Linked DNA regions of Sus scrofa: region 2 is linked to region 1. Evidence: chromatin contacts called from public Hi-C data. All regions are on one chromosome and are shown on one strand. Each heading gives the region's core, a stretch centred on a gene start, on an enhancer-like site or on the middle of the called end of the contact. The rest is flanking DNA. Distances are from core to core; before and after follow the strand shown.

What was found. A called contact is a pair of places that touch in the nucleus more often than the background predicts.
Region 2: a contact with region 1 is called in a Hi-C map of epiblast stem cells, with 2.1 times the contacts expected there. The contact joins the enhancer-like site here to the promoter of SOX11 in region 1. A contact is called at or near these places in 8 of 47 Hi-C or Micro-C datasets (brain, embryonic fibroblasts, epiblast stem cells and 4 more) and 1 of 2 datasets of contacts at active chromatin or transcription factors (skeletal muscle).

What each region holds. Positions count from the first base shown.
Region 1 is chr3:129,798,625-129,805,931 of Sscrofa11.1, forward strand. SOX11 (transcription factor SOX-11) reads right to left here and starts at 1,944. Exons shown (of 1, transcript XM_003354937.4): 1 at 1-1,944. The coding sequence starts at 1,573. The coding sequence ends at 230.
Region 2 is chr3:130,174,019-130,181,036 of Sscrofa11.1, forward strand. No RefSeq gene overlaps it. Among named protein-coding and RNA genes, the nearest start is that of SOX11, 380 kb to the left of the region's middle. Within about 2 kb of position 4,958, at least 2 of the 83 cell types and tissues checked have an H3K27ac peak or open chromatin away from gene starts, as enhancers often do. A contact at or near this core is called in epiblast stem cells, where this site is marked.

The DNA.
Region 1 (7,307 bases), core at 694-3,193:
TAAAACTACTCATTTCACTTTAACTCCACCAAAATTTTCATCTTTTTCAATTTCTTTGTGTCACGACATCATATCAATATCAGCATCTTCTCTCCCCCTCCACCCTACCACCACCACCATCGACACCACCACCACCATCGCTATCATCAGCATCATCACGACCACCTTCCTCCCAAGGAACCCTGCTCTGCACCCGCCGAGAGAAAGAGCGAGAAGCGGGGCGCCTCTCTCAATACGTGAACACCAAGTCGGAGAAGTTCGCCTCCAGCCAGTCCCCCGCGATCATCTCGCTCAGCTCCGGCGTGCAGTAGTCGGGGAATTCGAAGTGGGAGCCCAGGCTGCCCTCGCTGAACGAATCCAAATCCTTATCCACCAGAGACAAGGACAGGTTCCCCGCCGCCGCGCCGCCCCCCAGCTGCTGCTCGCTGGCGCTGTGCGCGCTTTGGGAGAAATTCAAGCTCAGGTCGAACATCAGGTCGTCGGCGTCCTCACCGCCGCTGCTGCTGCTGCTGCTGCTGCCGCTGGACGAGGAGGACGAGGAGGTGGAGACAGAGCGCGAGGACGCGGGCGAGAGCGCGGGCTGCGCCAGCGGCGGCGGGTGCTGCTTGGTGATGTTCTTGAAGCTGTAGTAGAGGCGGCTGCCGCCCCCGGCGCCTGAGGTCGCGCCGGCCCGCACCTCGTCGTAGAGGCTCGCGCCCTCGGGGGACTCGGCCGAGCTGCTCAGCGTGGGGCTGGCGGGCACTTTGGCGACGTTGTAGCGTCTCAGCAGCTGCGGCGGCTGCTGCCCGGGAGGCTGCAGGAGCTGCGGGTGCGGCGGCTCCTCGTCCTCCTCGTCCGCCTCCTGCTTGATCCGCAGCTGCAGCTCGTCCTCGTCCTCGTCGTCCTCGTCGTCCTCATCCAGGAACACGCACTTGACCGTCTTGCCCGCGCCGCCGCCGCCCGCCCCGCTCACGCGCAAGCTGCCGAGCACGTAGTCGTCGCCCGCGCCGCCGTAGTCCCCCGGCTGGGCCGCCTTGCCCGCGCCCGCCTTGGCGCCGCCGGCCGCGGGGGCCGCGGGGGCCTTGAGCTTGCCGCATTTCTTGCTCGAGCCCTTGGAGGTCTTGGCGCCGCCCGCGCCGCCGCCCGCGCCCCCGCTGCCGCCGCCCGCCGCGTTCTTCTCGGGGCTCTGGCTGGCGCTGGGCTTGGCCGAGGGGTCCATTTTGGGCTTTTTCCGGGGCCGGTACTTGTAGTCGGGGTAGTCGGCCATGTGCTTGAGCCGCAGCCGCTCCGCCTCCCGGATGAACGGGATCTTCTCGCTGTCCTTCAGCATTTTCCACCGCTTGCCCAGCCTCTTGGAGATCTCAGCGTTATGCATGTCCGGAGACTGTTCCATGATCTTCCTGCGCTCGATCTTGGACCACACCATGAACGCGTTCATCGGCCTCTTGATATGGCCCGACGCCGTCTTGCACCAGTCCGGGTCGCTCTCGTCCAGGGCCACCGGGCTGCAAGCCATGAATTCACCCTCCTCCGTGTCCAGCGCCTCCCGGGGCAGGTTGCTCTCCGCTTCCAAGCTCTCGGCCTGCTGCACCATGATCCGCTTTGGGGCTGGGCGCTCCAACCCGGGCCGCTCGGTCTCGTGCGGAACTCCCCCTCCCCCTCTCGCCCCTCCACCTTCCCGGGCAAGTTGCAAAGTCCTCGGCACCCCGCGTCTGCGGCTCCCCCCCTCCCCCCCGCCCCCCCTTCCAGGCTGCACACAGCGGCTACGGCGGCTTCGGCGGCGACGGCCGCCCGCGCGCGGGGAGCTGCAGCCCCGACCGGAGAGGCGGCGGCGGCGGCGGCGGCGGCGGCGGCGGCGGTGGCGGCGGCGGCGGTGGCGGTCGAAGCAGCCCGGGACCCCTCTCTCCGGCTCGTGGCTCCCGCCGCGAGCGCCGAACCCCGAGCACTCCCAGGCGCGCGCGCTCCTTCTGCAAAAAGTTGAGGGCTCTCTCCCAACTAGTTATCAGGGTGTCATATGGGTGACATCACTCCCCGGCCCAGCCAATGGCTGGGGGCCGGCTCCGCCCATCTCCCTTTATTAACTCCCCGGCCCCTCCCCCTTCCCCCGCCCTCGGGGCTGCTTTGCAAAGATGGGGGGTGGGGGAGAAGGAGGAGGCATGTCTAGAAATATGTTATTTTTAAAAAATCCGCTTGTGTGCACAGATGCGCCTCTCCTCGGGATGCTCGGGAGCCGCGCACCGGCCCGCGGCGCGCTGAGCTGGCGCGCGCGGGGCCAGCCGGGCTGGTCCTGGCGCCGGAGCCAGCCCAGAACCAGGTCCCGGGAGAGGCCCAGCGCCCCTTTGTGCCGGGTGCCCGTGAGGCCCGTCGGTGAGAGCAGATGAGGCGCGCACACTTCCCGCGCGCGCACGCTCGGGCACGCGCACGGGCTAAGAGGGCGGGTGCAGCCCGGCCCGCCCGCCTGGGCGCAGCTGCTCCCCGGAGCGCCCCCGGGGGCTCAGCCGCTCCCCCGCGCCGCGCATCTCCGGAGTCGGCTCCGGGAGCCGGGCGGACGGAAGGTGGCGCTTTAACACAACAACCTTCCTGGGGCACGTGGACTCTTTCCTCCTCTTCCCTTTCTCCTTTTCTCTAAGGCAAAGATATGCTTTCAAAGCTCGAGAGGCTGTATTTCCCCCTTCCCCGTTCGCATATTCTGTTTTGTCCTTTTTCTCCGTCTGTTTTCCCTCCTCCACGGTGTTTGGAGACGCCGCGGCGTGGGTTTGGCTGCGCCCTGTGCCCGCGGGCCCCGCCCCTGTCGGAGGCCGGAGTAACGGTCTTTGGGGTTCGGCTGGGGCCAGGTCCTCGTCTTCAATCTAACCACCCAGGCTGGTTCTAAACCGGGTCCTGGACCTGAGAGGTTCCACACAGCCCCGCCCCTGCGTCACTCCCCCCCCCCGCCCCCGTCCCTTCCCGTCTCCTCCCTCCAGCTCCCCCACTCCTTCCCGGGCCTCCTCTTCCTCTTTGTCCCCTCCCCCTGTCGCGGTCACCAGCGTCCTCCAGAGCAGCCTGGTCCTGAAATCTAGCGAGGAGCTAGCCTGCCTTCTGGGTCACTCGCTATTGTAGCAGAACAACTTGGGCCAAAAAGAAAACAAGGAGCACCCCAAGTCTGGAGTCGAAATATTTCCCTCCGACAAAGGTGGGACCGACTGCTCTAAGAACATGGACACGGTGCGCACCCGAGCTGATGGAAAACCCGTGCCCCATGGGTCTCGCTCTGCTACTTCCAGATCTGTTTTTCTTTGTGTGTATTTTGGTCGCTGTTAGCCATCAATGGATATTCTGGAGGCAATTAACAGAACCCGCGGCTTCCTAGGCCTTTTCTGTCCTCATCCTCATCTTCACACCCTCCAGCGTTGGGGAGCTGGCACTTTGAGTGGTTCCTAAGATACTGCCCAGAGGACTTCACAAGAAAAGTCAGCTGCTTAGGACTAGTAAAATCACGCCAGCCTGCTTTCTGTCAGGTGCCTTCTCTGGGAAAAAACAAAACAAAACAAAAAACAACCATTACCTAAGCATTGCAGTGCTTCTGACGTCTTCGACGTCTTCAGTAACATAAAACGGTACCATGTTTTCACAGATCTTCTTTTTTTTTTTTAATTGTCACGATCGCCATACCCTCCCCCACTTCTGTCCAACCTAAAGAAAAAGAGGACGTCAAATGCGTGCCGTATTCTGGCCAATAATGCTGGCAATTTGTTTTTTAAGGGCCAAGGGAACAGAAAGAATTTATAGTCATGCTTATGGGGTAACCTGAAGTCTGGAGATGTGTAACGCCCAGCGTGTGCAAATTCATCTTCACTCCCACCAGGCCAGCCCTGAATCTTGTTTTCCTCTCACCTCTCACGTTTCCCAGCTCTTCCAGTTCTTGGGAAATCACAGGAGGTGGGGGGAGCTGTGTGGGACTCTGCACCTCTCTTCCTGCAGCAGAAGACAATGCACACTCTAGCTAGAGGGCTCGAAACAGTTCAGCTCAGTTGCAGTATTTTCATGCATACTAGGAGGGCCCCTAGCATTGTACATTCTGAGAGAGAATACGTTTGAAAATCCCTGGCAAATTCAATATTTATGTGCCTTCTTCACTCTGTATCAAAAATCAGGTTTAATTTTACTTATTTAATATTTTACAAAAAACAAAACCAAACCCAGATCCTTTATTTTCCCTTTTCTCTTGACCTTTGTTGCTGAGTCCTAAAGTCTGTTCTTTGGACTACATACTAAGCCACATCCGTATTCTTCTTAAAGCGACTATTTTTTTTTCAACTTTATTTTTTTCCAACTTTATTTTTTTCCCCTTAGATTGAACTTTAGAATGAGAATTGCGGTGAGAAGAGTAGGGCAGGAAAATAATAGGATGTGCTCTCCCAGGGCTAGGATCTTCTTAGAGGAAATATAAGGTAAATGTACTCTTTCAAATGCGAAGTGTGATTTCTGTTCAAAGCAAGATAGCTGTTTGTTGGGGAAGAGAAAGCAGCTAGGAGGGGGTTGTTTATTCCTTGGAGAGGACTGGAAATGAGAGTGGTGTGCGGGTAAGCCTAGGGGCTTGAGGCTTTCCATAAACACAGCAGAGACTGGAGGGGGAACGTGGTTGTTCCTGGGGTCCCGGGGAATGGGGAAGAGCCCATTTCTCCCTCTGTGCCTCAGGCAAGGGAAGACAGCTCGCACAAGGGACCAACTAGATTGCCCTTTTGTAGCATGGATCCACCCCACATATTTCATCTTAGCTAACTTAGTAGGGACAAGGAAGGAGGAAAGGAAAAGAAAATTAACTCATCTCTATACCTTTTTTTCTTCCTAAGGAAAAACATTTTAAATAAGGGTAATGTGTTTACAAAAGACATGGGAACATGTTTGAGACCCGCACGTTTCCTGCAGGAAGAGTCCTTGCTCATGAAAAGCAGTAGTAACCAACTATTAAAAAGAATTTTAGGCTAACAGGTCGAAAATGTGGCTTTCTGTAATGATACAATTCTTGAAAGTCTAACTTGGTAAAAATGGAAATTGATCTGCTATTTTTTAAACCACTGAATGTACATCAGGATTAGACCCTACGGTCATCTTTTTTATAGCCAATATTCACCTCATCTTCCTGTATAATATCTGTTTACAAGCAAGATATGGAGTTTTCTTACTAACAGTAAACATTATTGGATATATAATTAATGTTCAGTTGTAAGATCTGTTTATTTCTTTTTCTTTTTTCTTTTTTTTTCCTGGCTGCCAAGTCCAGCAGCCTGATGTGAGATCTCAGTTCCCAGATCAGGGATAGAATATGGGCCGCGGTGGTGAAAGGATTGAGTTCCTAGCCACTAGACCACCAGGGAACTCCCTTAAGATTTATTTTTGATTATGAGAGCCACAGAGGACTATTTTCATGCTATTGTCTCTTTACAATTCATCTTTACAAAAAATATTTATAAGGACTGTTATATAAGAGGGTAAGATATTCTACAAAATCTCTTAAAATTATCAAAACACAGTGAGAGCAAATATGAAATGTGTCTTTTTCCTTTGAAGAAGAAACATTTTGCTAAGTAAACAATACCCTAAAAATACCAGTATGTGAACAACCAGCTCACTGAATGGAACATGCCATTTTTAGAAGTATTCTGACTCCATGCCTGTCTCCATCTCTCCATCGCTAGAAGGATGCTCTGCAGGACCACTCTTGCCTTTTCTTCTCCTCGAACCTGCTCTCCCAAGATGTGTCCTTTGCTCCTCTTCATTCAGCTCCATCAGACCTGAGTCTTGAGCTTGGATCTGAATATCTTCTGTCTAGGGGACATCCCCCTTGCATGTCCCTCAGACACGGTATAAATAGAACTATAGGTTGAATGGATATAAGGTGAACTCACTCTATTTTTCAGACATATGCGCGTGCACGCATACACACACACACACACACGCACACACACACACACACACACACACACACCATTACTTTTTACTGCCACTCTTCATATAGTTACAACTTGGTGAAACTTATCACAACTTACATGTTCACTAAAATAGCCTGTGGGCACCATCTCAGAATCATTACCCACCCATTACCCAACCCCCCACCCCACCCCGCCGCCACATCCACCTAAACACTGAGGTCTTCCTAAGGTGAATATTTTTGTCCCAAAGAATTCCACATGCTCCGACGCCTGCCTCACTCTCTGTAGCTCGGCTCACCCCATTCTTCTCAGGATGCTCTAGCACCTTTGCATTTATTCTACACAGCTGGAACTTTCCTTTCTCATGTTCTTTGCATGTGGAGCCCTTTCAAGGCATTCAGACCTCAGGTGCAATGCCCCTCCCCCCAGCACACAGGCTGCCCAGGACTGTCCATCCTTGCTCAGCCCACCACACGTGAGACACTAAAATCATCTTGAATTTTCCACTCACTTGTCCTCTGAATCACTCAGTGGGAGACTATGTTTCCTTAAAGCAGGAGCAGTAGGGTCCTAATGACAGAGGACGGGGGACTCTGAAACTTATAAAACAAAATTTTGCGTTGTGCGCACCTTCCAGAAAGACACGCAGGTCAATATCTCTTCTCATGAAGCACAATTCAGGCTATTTTCCATTCCATTTCTTTAAACAATATTGGCTAAAACCCACTGAACTCACCTCTGAAGGACGCACTACTGAAGACTGAAAAACTCTGGTGTAGGTACTGGGAGCTAAAACACAAAATATCCTGCCTTAGACTCAACATTCTGGGTCCAGCATCTTTTACTGGTGGGTCTCATCACGCACCCTTGAATTTTATTTAATGATAACAAAAGAATTACACAAACTGCTTTGGAAATTAATATCTTTTTTTAAAATCACAGGAACTATGTATTCATTTTTAAAAAATAGACTATTTTTTGAGATTAGTTTTAGGGTCATAGCAAAAGTGAGTGGAAAGTATAAAGAATTCCCCTATATCCTCATCCCCCACCTCGCACACAGCTTCCTCTTGAAGGACAGCCCCCACCAGATGGTACATGTGTTAAAAGTGATAAAGCTCTATGGACACATCATAATCACCCAAAGTCCATAGTTGACATAAATTTTCGTTCTCAGTGTTGTGCATGCTTCAGGTACAAATGAATAATGATGTGTATCCATCAATATAGTGTCACACAGAATAGTTTCACTGCCCTGAATATATACTTTGTGGCCCCTTCCCCCTAAAATCTTCTCTTCTTCCTCCCTCCAACCCCTGACAATCATTGTTTTTTTTAATTGTCTCCATTGTTTGTTTTTTCCCAGAATGTCTTTAATGGGAAACATACACTATGTAACCTTTTCAGACTGGCCTC
Region 2 (7,018 bases), core at 3,708-6,207, 380 kb after region 1:
AAACATTTCATTTTAAAAGAAGCATCTGGTAGTGATTAAGATGTGAATGGGGGGAGAATTGCTTATTGCTTATTCTGAGCATAAATTGTGCTGTTACTATAAATAGGGGAGGGCCTAGAGGTCTTTGGCTTTTCTTTTCATGCTTCATTTGTAATTCTTGCATTAAACTGTTAATTTGTCTCATTGATGCTTACCTTCAAGTGACGTATTTCTAGAATTTCCCGAAAGCTCCCAGTTGACTGTTCTTTATCGTGCGCCTTTCAAAAATGTTTGCGGCTCAAGCTCTGTGTGTGTGTTAAGGCAGGGGTGGGGGAGGGAGAAATGAACTTCTTGAACCAGATTAACCCTCAGAAGATTTGTGGCGATTCTGAATCCGATGTACTGAGTGGGACAAGGAGTCTACCAAGGAGCAGGTGGACTCTTAACTAACACAAGCCTGAGTTATCAGGTTGGATTCTGTCCCAAAATAAACAGATGTGCCGCTGGCACAGACCCTTCTCTTTCTAAAGTTTCCTTTTCTTCAGTTAAGGTAATGAAGGCCTTTATTTTTTCAAGACCATAAATGTTGTAAAATTTAGAGATGGTTTATCTGGATTGGTATTTTCGTCTTTTTTAGGGCTGCAACCAAGGCATATGGAGGTTCCCAGGCTAGGGGTCCAATTGGAGCTGTAGCCACTAGCCTACACCACAGCCACAGCAACACGAGATCCAAGCTGCATCTGCGACCTACACCAGAGCTCACAGTAACGCCAGATCCTTAACCCACTGAATGAGGCCAGGGAGTGAAGTGGCGTCCTCATGGATACTAGTCAGATTCGTTTCCACCGAGCCATGACGGGAACTGCTAGCTCGGTAGTTTGTAATTTAATTTAACTTTATTTTATTATTATTATTTTAAGTTTTATTGGCATTCAGTTGACTTACAATATTGTATTATTTTCAAGTGTACAGCAAAGTGAGTCAGTTAAGCACATACATATATCCATTCTTTTTTCCCATATAGGTTATTACAAACTGTCATGACCATAGTTATTATTGTTAGTTCCTGTGCTTTTTCCTTTTCTTTTAAATCAATTAAGCCACATCACCACCAAAATTAAAAGAAAAAATTCAGTAGCTCATTATTTCAATGAAGGGTTCTACTGCTAATTTTTTTTTCTAGAGATCATTAAAAAAATTAGGAGTTCCCACTATGGCTCAGCTGATTAAGGACCCAACATAGTCTCTGTGAGGATGTGGATTCAATCCCTGGCCCTGCGCAGTGGGTTAAGGATCCAGCATCACTGCAGGCTGCAGCATGGGTCATAGATGTGGCTTGAATCCAGCGTTGCTGTGGCTGTGGTGTAGGCTGGCAGCTGCAGCTCTGATTCAGTCCCTAGCCTGGGAAATTCCATATGCTGCATGTGTAAAAATAATAAGAAAGAGAGAAAGAAATGAAGAAAGAAAGAGAGAGAGAGGAAGGAAGGAAGGAAAGAGGGAGCATGGCTGTCCATCGTGTACACTGAAGATAATCTCACAATCAGACCGTTTTGGTGATGTTTGCTTAGTCTCTTCCAAAGTGTCCACTGTCCCTCCAAAGCCCCGTTCATGGTCATACACACTTCTTTTGGAATAGAAGACACTTGAACTGTCACTCATTTCTGTACTGAGAGAACCAGGAATCTGAGTGAGCAGAACAAGGAAAGAAGCTGCCAACCACAGGATTGCTGCATCCCCACATGGCTAAAGAGGGATACAATCCAAACCCCAAATAACCAGGGGCAAAGACAAGAAGCATCCCCCACACCCCAAGGCCAGAGAGGACCAGTAAGAGGAGACTCTGGAGACAAATTGAAGGCATTTTCCAGAGAGTTCTTTGAGTTGGGATTCAGATAGCATCCACTGTCCTGCTGTGTTCCCTGGTGGTGGCAGGAAAATCCAGTGCAAAGGACAGGCTGACGGCCACCCTGCAAACCTTGTCACCATGAGAGCTCCCGGCAGAGGCAGGGAGAGGGACAGAATTAAGTAGAAAGGACTCAGAATAGCTGGGAATCAATCATTAGACCTGCTTGGAGTAATTTATTTCAAGGCTGTACAGGAAGCATCCGGTGAGGTCCCGGATTGATGAGTGAGTTGACGAGCCCCAGTGATCTATTGATGTGCGCCGGCCAGTCATGTGATGATAGATTTTCTGTGACTGTGACTGAGGCCCACATTTTTCCATCCCTGGTTTTGGTGTAACATCCTCACTATGTAAGCTTTATGAAATCACATAGAGCAGAGCTGTCCACGAGAAATATATGTGACACAGGTAATCTGAGTAGTCACATTAAAAATGATCAACAAATGAACAAGTGAATTTTAATTAGAAACTTTGTATCATCCAGTATATCGAAAATATTTTCACAACATGTATCACTACCCACATCTTAAGAGCTCATTAACAACATGTGGTTAGGAATTCCTGCTGTGGCTCAGGGAGTTAAGGATCCCATGTTGTCTCTGAAAGGATGTGGGTTCAAACCCTGGCCTGGTGCATTGGGTTAAGGGTCTGGCATTTCCATGGCTGTGGTATAGGCTGCAGCTGCAGCTCGGATTTGACCACTAGCCCAGAAACTTCCATCTGCAGTGAGTGTGGCCATAAAATGAAAAAAAACGAAAAACAAAACAAAAACATGGGGCTAGTGGCACCATGTCATCTGAAATATTATTTATTATATTTATACTTCTGTTTTTATGAAAATAAATTTATTGTGAATTTTTATAAATGCATATAAAATGAATATATTAAACGTTCCAGTTTTCTCTCCTATGAAGAGAGCCAGGAAGCGTTAAGGAGTTTTTCTCTAAATCCAGCCACCAATAACCAGGGAGCCTCAGAAAAAAAGTTGTCCAGGGCACTCAGATACATTTATCACCCGTGCACCCCACCCTACACACATGAGCAGGTGTGGCTGAAACTCTGCTTCTAGGGGGGGTTGAGCACATCACTCCTCTGAACAGTGGGAACCAAAGCCTCTCTAACCTTCCATACTTGTCGCGTCCCTTTAGTCTTTTCACTCACCTCAAACAGGTGAGAATCGGGCCTCAGGTTCTGTCGGTCATGCTATTTGAAACCACAGTGCATGGGGACAACAGGTGATGACAGGGTGCTCTCTTGACTCCAGAGTGACAACTGCACCCACCACGCCATCACCGTGAGAGCCCTGGGCCCAGGGTTTAGTGTACGGACCAACAGCCCACTTTTGTCTGGTTCCGAATCAGTCCATGTGAAAAATCCAGCCATCAGTTCTTGTAGACACAGGAAAGTTTTGTCCAGGCTCTGAAGTCCCCTGTGTAACTGCATCCCATCCATGTTCCCCTGTACATATGAAATCATGCTTTCACATGCAGACCCAGTGTTTTGAAAATTGCACAGACAAGCATGCTCCCAAAGCCCGCATCAAGTGTCTTCCACCTCTCCTCACCCCAGCAGAGCCCGCCCTAAGAGTAAAGTCACCAACGCAAAAGCGTACATCACGGAGAAAACTACACGGCTCTTGTCGTGAGAGGACCTGGATGCTCAGCTACAGTGAAGCAGGTCCCTGCAGATCCTGCAGATCACAGGCCCCCCCGCATGGGGCGGGAGAGGGGCTGTGACAGGCCCGAGCCCCCAGAAAGGGCATCGCCAGAGGGTGTGGCTCAGCTTTAACACCATCTCGGCCGTCGTTACGATGCCACAGTGATTGAAGCCTTTCCCCGTGTGAAAAAATTAAGCCCTCTCCTTTTATGTTTTGTGAGACTTAGGCATGTAAATATCTTTTGCTAGAAAAAAATTTCAGCCCCTGTCGCTTGAATCTTGGGGCTAGAATTACGTGCACCTTTGCATCGTGTTATTATTCCCACGGGGGCGCGAGGACTGCCACCCTCCCCTCGTTAATATCAGGTCGTTGGTGTCGCCTGTGTGTTTCGTCAGTGAAATGCCCCCATGAAAATATTTTTTAATAATTTCCATTCTGTATAGATTTGCCAACACTTCTGAAACATCGCTGGTGTTTCTTCTGTCCTGGGTCACTGTCCCTGCTCTACTGTTCTAACCCTTTTGCATGCTTTCCATCTTGCGGACCAACCAAACTGTATCTTTTTTTTTTGGCTTTTTACAGTCACACCTGTGGCATATGGAATTTCCAGGCTACAGATCTAATTGGAGCTTCAGCCAGGGCTTATGCCACAGCCAGAACATCCATGACCTCCTCTGCCACCTGTGGCAAAAAATGCCGGATCCTTAACCCACTGAGCCATGATGGGAACTCCAAATTGAGACTATGGATGAATTTAGTTTTTTAATTTTATTTTTTAAATCGAAGTAAGTTTTTATTTTTATTTTTTAAGTTTAAACAATTCACAGTGTTGTGTTAATTTCTGCCGTACAGCAAAGTGGTGCAGTTACACACACACACACACACACACACACAATTTTTCCATCTTCCTCTCCATTATCAGTTATCACAGGATGTCGAATATAGCTCGCTGTCCTCTTTGTCATTTACAGATTTGTGTGCGTGGTGTGTATATGGGTGTGCATGTTTGTGTGGTACGTGTGTGTGTGTGTGTGTGTGTGTATAACTGCACCACTTCGCTGTACAGCAGAAATTAATACAACACTGTGAAATGTTTAAACTTAAAAAATAAAAATAAAAACTTACTTCGATTTAAAAAAAAAATTTTTACTGTGTTTACTGTGTATGGGGTGTGTGTGATGTGTGGTGTGTGTCTGTGGTGTGTTTTGGTGTCTGTGTGATGTGCGCATGTGTGTGGTGGGTATCTGTGTGTGGGGGGTGGGTATGGCGTGTGCATGTATACATGTGGTATGTGTGTGTCTGTGGCGTATGTGGTGTGTCGTGTGTGTGTCTACGTGAGCAGCTCCATTATATTCTGCCCTGATAGGCCACCCCTTTGTGCTAATGTAATGACCTAAAGTGTTTAGTCTTTCAGGCGCATTTGCATTTCAATAAGGATTACCAGAGTGTTGAAAACACTCTAAGCTTTCAAAGTCTGGTAATGCTGGAATGTGGGTTTGCAGGTAGAAGTCCTTTATCTCCCCACCCCATCCCCCCAGTGAATTTTATTGACATTTATAGGTGTACCACGCTCATCACAACCCAGTTTTATAGCATTTCCATCCCAAACCCCATCCTTCACTCCTTGGCATCGTCGCCTCTGCAAGTCTCTTCTGGCTCCTTGGAGACCTCACAGTTCGGACACGGACCATTTCCTTAAAAATATCTTCAACTTTCTCATGCATTCCTCTGAGGATCATATTTTCCTGCCAATCCAGAGCCTGCTTAATTATATATATACACATATATATTTATGTATATTTTTTATAATGGCTGCACATGCAGCATATGGAAGCCTGAGCTGCAGGCCTACACCACAGCCACTGCAGCATGGCATCTGAGCCGCATCTGCAACCTACACCGAGACTTGAGGCTCAGTCAGACCCTTAACCCACCGAGCGAGGCCAGGGACCAAACCCTCATCCTCATGGATTCTGGTTGGACTCTTAACCCACTGAGCCGCAAGTGGAACCCCATATTTGTATCCTATGTGGCTGAACATTGCTGGAGAAAACTCTCAGGACCATTTGAATTGTTCTTGCTTGAAATATAATAATCATACATCTCAAAGAAGCCTGTGACATGTGCATGATGTGTCCACAACAGAAGGGGAGGGAGGAGGAGGAAGGGAGGGGCACAGAGGATCCCGCTCTGTCGCTCTGTCTCCCTTCCAGGGTAAGCATTGCTGTCTGCTGGCTGGACTCTGAGCAGAGTAGTGGATGCGTATGAAGAAGAGGGAACACCAGAAATGAGACCGATTGAATCTAGAAAGAATGGAACTAATCACTGAAAGAAATAACGAATCGTGAATGGCCAGAGCCAGGTATAGAAGTGGATTTACAGAACAGGCCAAGGGCTGTTAACGCTTTGCAATGACTTCCAGAACCACTGACCTGTCCTGTAGGAGGGGCGATCATCTGCAGGTCTGCCACGGCCAGCATCTTCGTTTCTCCACTTCTTGGACCCTTTCTTACATTTGCCCTGCACCCGTCATATTTCTCAAATATTTTGGCATCACCTGTCATGGGCCCTGGACATTTTTCAGTAACAATAAAACACAGTCTCAAGTCAGGGATTATGAGCCCGGAAAACATTTGTTGAACATATGGTTTAAATTATTTTTTCTGTGTCTGGAAAATTAGTAGATTTCTAACCTACAGAGAGAATCAAAAATATAGGAGTAGGTATTTCCTGGTAAAACTGGAGAAGGGTGTTGCTCCATCATCATACAATTTATTTGTATAGCAGGCTGTAGATGTGCCTAGATATTTAACAATGCCTGGCTATAACAGAACAGCTACTAGACAGGGTGTTTCGGAAGATTCCCCCAGGACCACGCTTGCAATGGGCCAAGAATACACGTTACAGATGTAGAAATTCAAATTAATCTCAAATGCATTCCTTGAGCAAGGTGCCAAAAAAGTTCTCTCTCGTAGTAATTAGCTTTATAATTTATTTATATAGTATTTTACTCCAAAGCATTTGAATTGACAAAGCATCATTCACTACGTGAAATAGAAAGTTAATTAGCAATAAGTAAGAAGATAAAGACAAAGAAGGACAAAGAAAGGAAAATAATCTCTAAAAGTGAAAAAAGACAAAGACTAATTTAGAAATTATGGGGAAGTATTAGCAAATTAAATTTATCACTTTGAGTATTACTTGGAATTACTAGAACTGTTTTCTGGGATTTTTTTTTTTACCGTCCTAAAGTGTCAGAGTCTGGTTGTCACACCTCTCACAATCTGTTCTATAGAGAGTCTTATGTCACTGGTAAAAATACAGCTGCAGGGATCATAGCACAGAATTAAGGGTGTGGCCTTGGGAATTGTTTCCTAGCTTATGTACCTTTCTGATTCAGGGGTTGATTTTCTCTTCTTCTGGAAATCTAACCAGGATGAATGATTTTTGTTTTTGAAGGAGATTACATCTTAAAATTA